Linked DNA regions of Mus musculus: regions 1 and 3 are each linked to region 2. The links are chromatin contacts, called in public promoter capture Hi-C maps. All regions are on one chromosome and are shown on one strand. Each heading gives the region's core, a stretch centred on a gene start, on an enhancer-like site or on the middle of the called end of the contact. The rest is flanking DNA. Distances are from core to core; before and after follow the strand shown. Region 1 holds the start of Lrrc17 (leucine rich repeat containing 17). Region 2 overlaps Ccdc146 (coiled-coil domain containing 146). Region 3 overlaps Fbxl13 (F-box and leucine-rich repeat protein 13).

Region 1 (3,215 bases), core at 460-2,959, 210 kb after region 2:
GCAGTAGAGCACAGAATCTTACTTGGACTCTACTGTATCTGCTAATAACTGCCTAGAGAGAGAGAGAGAGAGAAAGAGAGAGAGTGTGTGTGTGTGTGTGTGTGTGTGTGTGTGTGTGTAGATGTGTGTAGATGTGTGCATGTGTATGTATGAGTATATATGGGAATGAGTGTGCTTGTACATGTTTGTTCATGTGTGTACGTGGGGCGGCATGAATGTGTTTGTGTGTGTGCATAGACAAGTTTATGTGTGTTGTGGCCACAATATGCATGTACACAACATAAGGCCTACTGTGGGAGACTGTTTAAGGTGAGATGCAGGGAAAGTGCTAAAACACTTACAGTTAGCAAGTTTGGCTGGAGGAATTTTTTGAGCACACAAATTTCTCTCTGTACTTAGAAACACTTTTCTCTGTGGTAGGGGGGGTCTGTGTTTCCTAGGGTCTCATCTGAGGTAGTGTTCTACCCTCCCACAGATGAGACACTATCCTCTTTGATGAGATTGTGTCAAAGGGACAGCTCCCAGATCTGGGAGAAAGACATTCCTAGGCTGTAAAACCATAACAAAGCTTTTTAAAGCAGCTGCTCTCAACGGAAAGCAGAGAAAGAATGTACAATTCCTACAGTCCCAGGTTTTCTTAATAAGTACTTTAGAGACATCAGATGGCCAAGGTCAAAAAGCTATCAGAAATCCAGCCACAATGAGGAAAACAAGGGTACTTCCAACTTAAGTCCTGGTTGGTACTAATGCACGTCTGCACGCTAGTTCACGGAAGTATCCATTCTGTACATTTATTTCAACCTTAGACAAGTCTTCTCTTCTCACCTCTCATACCTAGAACACTAGGAAGTCATGTTCAGGGAACAGTGCAGCTGCATAAGAATTCCTTGCCCCGTGGTGTCCGCCTCCAGGTGCTTATCATGTGACCTACACCATAGGCTTCTAGGCAAAACTGGCCGGTTTATTCTACCACTTGGAACTTTGGTAAATGGGCACAAAACCCTCACAAGGAATCCACTGTATAAAGAGTGATGTCTCACCTAACACAAAAACAGCTCAATCATTGGCAACTACAGCTAGCTGGTTGTGGTTAGACATTTATTTTAACCAGCTCTCACCTGTGTGGCATTATGAAGAACATAGTATACTACTGAAGACATCAATATTGAGACACGAAGAAATGGGAGAAAATTGGTCACAGGAAGGATAGCTTAAGTCTATGGAAACTATAGATAGCAGAAGGAACTGTGGAAGAAGTAGCGAGTGCATCTGAATGCCATATATTTCACATGACTGCCTGCCCAACTTCCCCAATCCCTGTCCCTTCATCTTCAAACAGTTTCCCACCCGAATCTCACATCTTTGTAATATTTAGGATATGTATGTAATGCAGTTTTAAACATTTACGGTCCTTTATGTGGGACTTCTATTTCTCACATTTATTGCTTGTAGCATTTTACCCAGAGAAAAGCCCACGGGGGACCTAACTGCCTTGTCAGGAATCCTGTGTATCCCACCCCATTTGTTTGTATCTTAGTGGCTCTATAAAGTTTTGGAGATTTGGACTCTGCCCTCAAACTGTTCTCAGAAGTGGTCCGTTTCATCATCCAATGAGCTCTGCCTGTTTGTTGATGTGACGCGCCTGTGGACAGAAGCCAGGCGCCTATAGTAGCAATCCTGGAGAAAATTGAAGCAGCTGTGGCCATGTAATTTAAAACCTCAGCAGAGTGTTCTGTGCTCCACGCACAGCATTAGTGCAACATGAGGGCTGGATGCAGCTGGCTCTCGGGAGGACGTCCTCGCCTGCTGCAGGACAGAGAAGACTGAGACTGGGAGGCAAACCTGGGTGCAGCCGGAAAGGTCCAGATAGATGAGCTTGTGGCATCCGTTCCCCAAGTTCAGGTACTGTAAGCCTTTGTCGGTGAACTTTCGGCAGTAAGCCAGACTGAGGTTCTGTAAGTTGTGGAAGTACCTGGGGCGATGGGGCAGAGAGGGGAGGAAGGAGAGTCAAATACTTAGCTTTTCTCAAGTCTTTCTTGAGCCACTATGACAAAGAGACCGAAAGCTGTATTCATCGTGCACTCTGCTTGCAGATGTTCGGCAGTTTTACAGCTGCAGTCTCTCTTGCTGTTACGTGAAGGGGGTGTCAGTGATAGAGAAGATAATGCATGGCTGCATGTCAAAGGGAAAGAAAGGCTATCTGGGAGGATTCCATGAAACTTGATGGGGTAACACTTTTCTTGGCTGGAGGGTGGGTGGAGTCTTGCATGCATATTATTTGAAAGTCTGTTGCTGAAACCCAAGTTAGAGTTTACTCTCTAGTTTTTAGCTCTTACCTTTGCCAAACTACTACATGAACTGTTGAGAAAGATAAACATTTCATAAGCATTTTATGGAAAGTAGCTGTTCCATCATGGTGAGGAATCAGGGCAGAAAGAAGACAAAACCTTACGCAGCAAGCTAAGTGGGCAACACTTGAGACAAATAAAAAATGGGTCTGATTAAAAAAATGATTTAAAAGCCAGAGATTTCAACGTGCATGGCTTTGTGAGTAATGATGTCCTTAGGATAATTAAAAATAACGGTTCAGACTGATATGTACTCAGGAGTTAAACATAGGCTAAGAACATCGAGTAGCTAAGTGGGCAACACTTGAGACAAATAAAAATTACACAGGAGGCTGTCAATCTCACTGGAGTTGGAACAGGAAAGATGCCATTACCACAATGACCAAAATGAGAGCTTCCAGAAGAAAGGGGACCGGGCGGGCATGGGTTGGTTTAGGATGTGTCTGTTCCACCACGTAAGGGCTGGCATTTTCAGGACACTCTGTGGACAAGCTTCTAAGCCCTCCTCAGCATGGCATTCTTTAAAAATGTAAGGATTCTTGCTGCCTCCTTGTGCAATAACTACCAATACGCTCTTAGTCTGGAGTCTGCAACAGCTTAGCGGCCATCGAGTACTCTAGAAGGAGGCAGAGAATGCCCCTCCACCTCTCCTGATGCTTGCAAAGCAAGTTTATCTTAACATAAATGTGAAATAAGATATGCAACCCTTGCCCATAGGTTAGATTTAGCCCTAAAATCAAAACTCAAGTCTATATGATTTAATGGCTCTATTCCGAGGTGAGTTACTGATTGAGAACACACGTTCCCCTCTGGGAATAGCTGTGTGCATGAGATTCCACAGAAGAGCCAAAGCAGCTTTTGGACCAC
Region 2 (3,088 bases), core at 94-2,593:
CCGTGTATTCATTTTGGTACTTGAGCAGCTGCTCCCGAAGTTTGCAGACCTCAGTGGTGAAGACGTTGGGGAAGTCTTCGGCCTGCTGCAGACAGACCTGCTGCTGCTGGATCTGCTCCGTGAAGCGCTTGGCGTTCTCCAGTAGCTGCACCTCAGACTCCTGCGTGCTGGGTTTCAAAGACATTGAGATATTGATAGGGGGGACGTGTGTACCTTCAGGACACCCCTCCTTCCCCCCGCCCCGTATTCCTGAGAGGATTTGGGGGTAGGATGGGAACATGTCACAGATGTTCCTACTCCTGGATTCAGTTTGATCAGTCATACTAAGTCTCAGCACTGGCAAGAACAAGGCTCAGCGACTAGCCTGAGTCACCCACCCTCTAGCTGGGAGAGGTACACAGTCAGCTGCAGTGTCCCCTCATAAGTTCCTCCAGAGGTCCCTAGATCCAGAGTAGGGGCAAGCAGAAGCAGAGTAGAGGCAAGTAATCCAAAGGATATTCCCTCTGACTTTGAAGAAAGACCAGGGCTCCCAAGGAAGGGGAAAAAAAAAAGTAATGGGCCCCTCAAATAACCCAGAAATTCTTTTCTTTTCTTTTTTCTTTCCTTTTCTTTTCTTTTTCCTTTTTTTTTTTTTTGTGCTTTTAATTCTCTAAGTAAGACTGAACCAAGATCTTTTTTCATTACAGATCTAAGACATTAAGCACTCTTTTTAACAGCCATTAGTGGGAAACTAGGAAAAATTCCCCTATAAAATTATGCACATTAATCAGCTTTTAATCCTGCCCTGATGCTTGGCTAAAAATAGTCTTGACTATCACAGAAAAGAGAGTTCCTAAAAACCCAGCTGTATTCTGTGACCTTGTCCCGGTTTAAAGAAGTGGCTGCAGATCTGGATAGATAAGAAAAGTTATACTTGACTGATCCCAAGAATATTCCAGAAGTCTTGCATGTTACAAACTAGTACTGGCACCCAACTTATAGTCTACATGGCCTATCTGTCTCAGACACCCTCACATTAGTGATCCCCTACCCAGCAGCCATAGGCAGGCCTTTGCTATTTTATTTTAAAGCTAACACCTACTTCTATGTGTGTATTCTATTAAATGTTCTTACCAAGAAAAATCTCTAGGTTTCAGCTTATTTGCAAAGATGTCCTAAAACAGGATTGAGGCTGTCTTAGCTGAGGTAACAGGCTTCCCTTACCCTATTTTCTCACGCTTTACTGTGTCATGTGTTTAGTGGCATCCAGCCAAACATTTATCGGAGCCTCATATGTTCCAGGAACTATGGTAGGTGCCAGAGAGCAAGCAGAGCAATACTGGTGAAAACTCCTCCAATTTCCGGGAATGGAAATGGGAGCTGTTCTCTTACGCTTCGGTGCTCTTGTATGTTAACATTGTGTTCATCTGGCATAACCTGGGCTCCTTACAATGACAGGTCTCCAGGCCCTAGAGTTCTTCCACATGGAGAGGAGGGCAACACAGAAGTGAGCTTCCAGTCAGAACATAGGTGGTAGTTTACACATATACTCGTGTGACATACAGTGTCAGGAGGAGAGAACTTAACTTCTAATGTAGTCTTGTGGAAAGCTCAGTCGATGTGGGTTCAGTACTTCCAACCCATATCTGCCTGCCTGCAGCCCTAGCCACAAAAACATAGTGTCTGCTTCACTGTGCTTTTCCAATGGGCTTGAGAGAGAGTGGTGGGTTTTGTAATAGGTAGAGAAGGAAGTAAAGGCTCTGGAGGAGGTAAACTGTGAGCAGCAGAGGGGAAGTAGCTATTTCACAACACAAGCTGGAAGCAGAAGATGTCACTACATAGTTTTGGTCCTGCACTGATAGCTTGTCACTAAAGAGAAATAGCTTCAATACCCAGTGGCAAGTAGTAGGCTCTGGGCAAAGCTGATGGCTTATTCTGTGGATGCCCATCTTCTGACCTTCTACTGACTTGAACTTAAGCTCTCACAGAACTATACTTCTGAATGACAATTGGAGAGGGGTCTTCTTGTCCAAAGTATCTTCAATAGTCATCATACACACATCAGCGCCTACTCTGCCTGAGAAATGCACGTTTGTCATCTCAAAGTTCAAGAGCTCTTTTCTTCAGGAGTAATTCCTAATGAGTGGTGCAAACAAGTGGACAAGTACCCTGGCTTTGTCACTTCCTGGTAGCAGAGCTGTAATTGTTCTCTAGTCAGAAGTCTGTGACACTGGGCCCACAACATGAGCCACAGATGACCCCATCCACCTGGTTTCTTCCTTTTCAGTCTCCCTTCTTCACACATTCACAACCTCTTCTTTAGTGATTTCTAAAACCACCTGAACTCTGATCTTTGCCCCAGATTTCAGAGAGAAGACAAATGAAGACAGGTCCCATTTGTTATAAGGAAGAAGTACAGAGACGATAAAAGGTGACTCCTTGCTGGCAAAGAACATACCTCACCACTGTATCGTGTAGCAAGGTGTACTTGGCTTTCAACTCTGCCATTCTGGTTCCAGGAAGTTTTCCCTTGGAGTGCAGCTATTATAGAGAAGATAGATTACCATTAGCCATCACTGTCCTTGTGCCTATGGAGGAACATAGGTTATTTTTAGCCATCACTGTCCATATGCCTGTGGATGCACATAGGTTACTGCTAGCGATCACTGTTCGTATGCCTGTGGAGGAGATGAAAAGACTCATATATGTCTTCTAAAATCTTTCAGCTAAGCATTAGGAGGACTACATGTGCAGCAATGTGGCCCATTCAAAAGCAGCTGGGTATCACAGAGTAGTTCCAGCCTGCCTCTTGTAAGATCTTTGTTTTTGAACAAGTCTTTAAACTTCTCTAGGCTATGATTTCTTCACCCAGAAACTCAAGGAATGAAATATCTTCTTGTTCTAAAAGTGTATTTCTAGGGTAAGCAGACATTTTGAGTTGTGTGGACTACCAGGACGGCTGCTTGTTGAGAGAAGGCAATTCTGGAGCAGGAGCTGCACACCAGTCACTTCGCTCAGAAATGCAGGGGTTATTTTTTAGCTTACCCAGGATCTTGGGATCACTGGTGAGTGGAACGTAACATCTATTCCAAAACAACCCAGAGGGACT
Region 3 (3,239 bases), core at 345-2,844, 160 kb after region 2:
CATATGCAGGTGCAGCACTGTGATGAACTACAGCTTTTGACAGTTGAAACTTTTGAAGACTAAATATTAGCTGCTAGTAGATTTTGTGTATGATGCCAATGCTAAAATATGTATACTTACAGAGAGAAAGAAGTCTGGGTAATTACCTTTTTTCTGACCACAGCTGCCAAGGGCGATTGCTTTTGAGCTCGTGCAGAGCTTGGGTTTTCCACAGGGGTCAGCATTTACTATGCCTGACTCACCCCTGTGCTGTGACTAACTTTACATGGAAATCTGACCTGTCTAGAACTGAGTACTGCCAGAAATTAGAAGAAGTCACTGTCGGGGATAGAAGGGTCACTGTCTTTGGAGATAATCAAGCACAGGGACATATCCAGGGTGGTACAGAAGGAATCCACCTTTGACTGGAACCAATAGCTTTGTCTCTCAGCTCACTTGCCAGTAAGAATATGGTGAGTCTCTTGGGGTCCTCTATGGAACGGTGCTAGTTTTTATAGGTCTTTATAAGCATCACATTCAGAACACAGCACAGTTCAATACTAGGATGCAGGTTGGTCCTATGGAAGTGTCTTCCAGGAAATCAAGTCTGTTTTAATAATACAAGAATTTTGATGTTGCGAGATATGCAGTAATACCATTTCCTCTTAGAGAATGGACAGAGTAAGACCCAGAGGCAAGTCCTACCAAGAACCATGTTTAAACTGTGAGGCCAAGGAGATGACGCAGTGGGTAAAGGTGCTTGTTCTAGAAGCCTGACTACCATCGTTCAACACCCAGAACCACAGTGGAAGGAGTGGACAGACCCCAAAAGTTGTCCTCTGACCTCCACATGTACATACCATGGCTCACCCATGTACACACACACAGGGGGTGATAATAATTAATAAGCAATTTAGAACTATAAGATTAATTCCTAGCTTTAAAGGGAGCCTCAGGGCTTCTCTTCAGTTCCCACTGTTAGTGTCTTTGGACTACCTGGATCCATTCCCTGTTGTGCCTTTATCTTGGATGGCTCTGCTAGTCTCTGAAACTGAAATGTTTGGAGGTTTTTTAATTCAATAACTCTAAAAGTAATGTTAAAGTCTCTGATACATTCACAACTGCATTCCAGACATGGAAAACCTGAGGCAAAAATGTTGGTGCAGCACTTATGCTAAATCAGTGGCAAATTATGAGAGCTAAAGTCCCACAGTCCATTATTTCCTTTAGAGCTGTGTAAGTCACCCTGAGGTTCTATGTCTGCAGACATGTTACAACTCGCTCACACAGTGAAATCCCCTCTTCTCCTCCAGAGACAGCTGCCCTGTGCCCTGCCAGCTCTAAAGCTCTAAAGCCACTCGCATAGCAACCCCACCATCTCCTGTATCTTGTAAAATGCTACACCAAGCCTCTTTCAAGTCAATCTCTTACAGTGAAGGCAGAAAGAAATGAAAACATGGTCAAGTCGGGCTCCTTTCTAGTCTCTCGTCCTATCTTGCCATGAGTTAACACTTTTTCAGAAAATTTCTTCATCGACATATCGGAGTGTTCCCTGTGTCTTCTGGGCTGAGTCACAGTGTCGGGGGTTAAAAACTACATTCCTAAATTGGGTACGTAGCTGGGACTAAGTTTGACTCATATTTTTTGATTGCTACAATAGTGTTCTTTTGCCCAAAGCCTGATTAATCCACCTCAACAGGTGGCAGCTCCTTGTCCAAAAACTTCTCCCTCTGTTGTCTTTCTTCATGCCACTGTCTCCTGACAGTGTGCCTCATTACAGCCCAATTAGGAGCACTTACAAGGCTGGAAGGTTTTTTGTTTTGTTTTGTTTTGTTTTTCCCTCTGTTGATAATTCCGGGAAAACACTGTGCTCTCAAGAACTTCTTTAACGAAGACTCCTTGGGCTTGCTCAAAGCTAAGAATGCAATTTCTGGACTTATGTGTGGTAAACGTGGAACTTCAGTTGCTTGGACCTCAGACAGTCATGAGACTTGGAGGTATATCTTCTCAAAGACAGCCTCCATCCTGCCAGGCATCAGAGCAGGTGGGGGTGGTCCTGGCTAGATTACCCACTCTGCAGAGTCTGAAGTCCTGTCCTGGTGTTGTTATAAATAGATATAATCAAACAAATACTGTCAATAAAAAAAATCTAAATAAAAGTCTTAGAAATTCTAATATTTCCTTCTAACTGCAAGATAAATTGTCTTATTTGTTTTCTGAGTAAATGTTTTCTCAACAGGACACCTATGGTTGTCAGTAAACCTGCATAGCTTACTGATGTCATAGATCCTATAATATACTTGGACTAAAAGAGGGAAATTATTTTCAAAATATACAGTGTGGCAGGTGTATAAAAAGAAGCCAGGAGGTGGAGAACTGGAGATCAGAAAAAGGAAAGAAAAAAAAAAAAAAAGAAAGAAAGAAAGAAGCCCTAAGTGGCACCAGAATGTATGCTGAAAAATTAAAGGGAAGACTGGGGAATGATGTGAAAAAAAAAGGAGTTCTCTTTGTAAATTATATTTGGTAAGCAAAGTTTGTTTTTTTTTAAAATCCAAAATAATGTTGTGGTTGTTTTTTAACAAAATCACAGTCATTCGATTTGACCAATGAAGACACAGGAGCCAGATGCACAACTGCATTCCAGACATGGAAAACCTGAGGCAAAAATGTTGGTGCAGTACTTATGCTAAATTGGTGGCAAATTATGAGAGCAGGTCATGCCTGCTGCCTCAGAGAGGCAGAGAAAGCGCCCAGATGACCTTCCTCCTCAGCCAGCATCCCAAAAGGCAAGTTCTCCTCCCGCTTCAAGCTGAATGCCCCTCCCTCCACTTCCTGTGTCTCTCTATCTGTCCTCCTGACTCCCTCTTACTCTCTATGGTTTCTCTTAAGTTCATTCCCTGGCAACTGCTTGTTTGCTCCACCTCTTGATCTATTGTTGACTTTATTTAATCCTGTTTACAGAAAGCTATTGGATTAAAGGTGTGTGCTAGGGCCAAGGCACACCACAACTAAAATTAGGTGTTTTGTTGTTGTTTGTTTTTATTTTTATTTGCAGTAAATGACACACAGTTAGTTACAGTGTGATCAAATATTCTTGCTTTAGATTTTATGTACAAAATAAAAATGAGCTAGGCTGGACAAAGGATAATCAAGACACACACTTTCCATTTCTTCAAGGTAAGTGGTCTGGTTTCCTGGCCTCCCTAGAGTCCCTGTAGACAAGAAGGGCAGAGGACTTTAGTAATCCTAGGCTGTAAGTC

The links. Promoter capture Hi-C pulls out the DNA fragments that hold promoters and counts their contacts. Capture Hi-C pulls out chosen DNA fragments and counts their contacts.
Region 1: a contact with region 2 is called in a promoter capture Hi-C map of hematopoietic stem and progenitor cells, with 2.5 times the contacts expected there. The contact joins the promoter of Lrrc17 here to the enhancer-like site in region 2. A contact is called at or near these places in 11 of 39 promoter capture datasets (the C10 cell line, cranial neural crest, embryonic stem cells and 6 more) and 2 of 9 other capture datasets (adipose tissue and liver).
Region 3: a promoter capture Hi-C map of adipose tissue shows a contact between it and region 2. The contact joins two enhancer-like sites. A contact is called at or near these places in 1 of 484 Hi-C or Micro-C datasets (adipose-derived mesenchymal stem cells), 1 of 115 datasets of contacts at active chromatin or transcription factors (microglia) and 3 of 9 other capture datasets (adipose tissue, liver and pancreatic islet).

Annotation. Positions count from the first base shown.
Region 1 is chr5:21,541,818-21,545,032 of GRCm38.p6, forward strand. Lrrc17 (leucine rich repeat containing 17) reads left to right here and starts at 1,710. Exons shown (of 4, transcript NM_028977.1): 1 at 1,710-1,902. Fbxl13 (F-box and leucine-rich repeat protein 13) reads right to left here. Exons shown (of 21, transcript NM_001199632.1): 12 at 1,843-1,972.
Region 2 is chr5:21,330,583-21,333,670 of GRCm38.p6, forward strand. It overlaps Ccdc146 (coiled-coil domain containing 146), which reads right to left. Exons shown (of 19, transcript NM_029195.1): 3 at 2,438-2,520; 4 at 1-167. Among named protein-coding and RNA genes, the nearest start is that of Fgl2, 41 kb to the right of the region's middle. RefSeq lists an enhancer at 1-529. Within about 2 kb of position 1,344, at least 73 of the 459 cell types and tissues checked have an H3K27ac peak or open chromatin away from gene starts, as enhancers often do. A contact at or near this core is called in adipose tissue and hematopoietic stem and progenitor cells, where this site is marked.
Region 3 is chr5:21,492,212-21,495,450 of GRCm38.p6, forward strand. The region is part of intron 18 of Fbxl13 (F-box and leucine-rich repeat protein 13); the gene reads right to left. Among named protein-coding and RNA genes, the nearest start is that of Lrrc17, 50 kb to the right of the region's middle. Within about 2 kb of position 1,595, at least 52 of the 459 cell types and tissues checked have an H3K27ac peak or open chromatin away from gene starts, as enhancers often do. A contact at or near this core is called in adipose tissue, where this site is marked.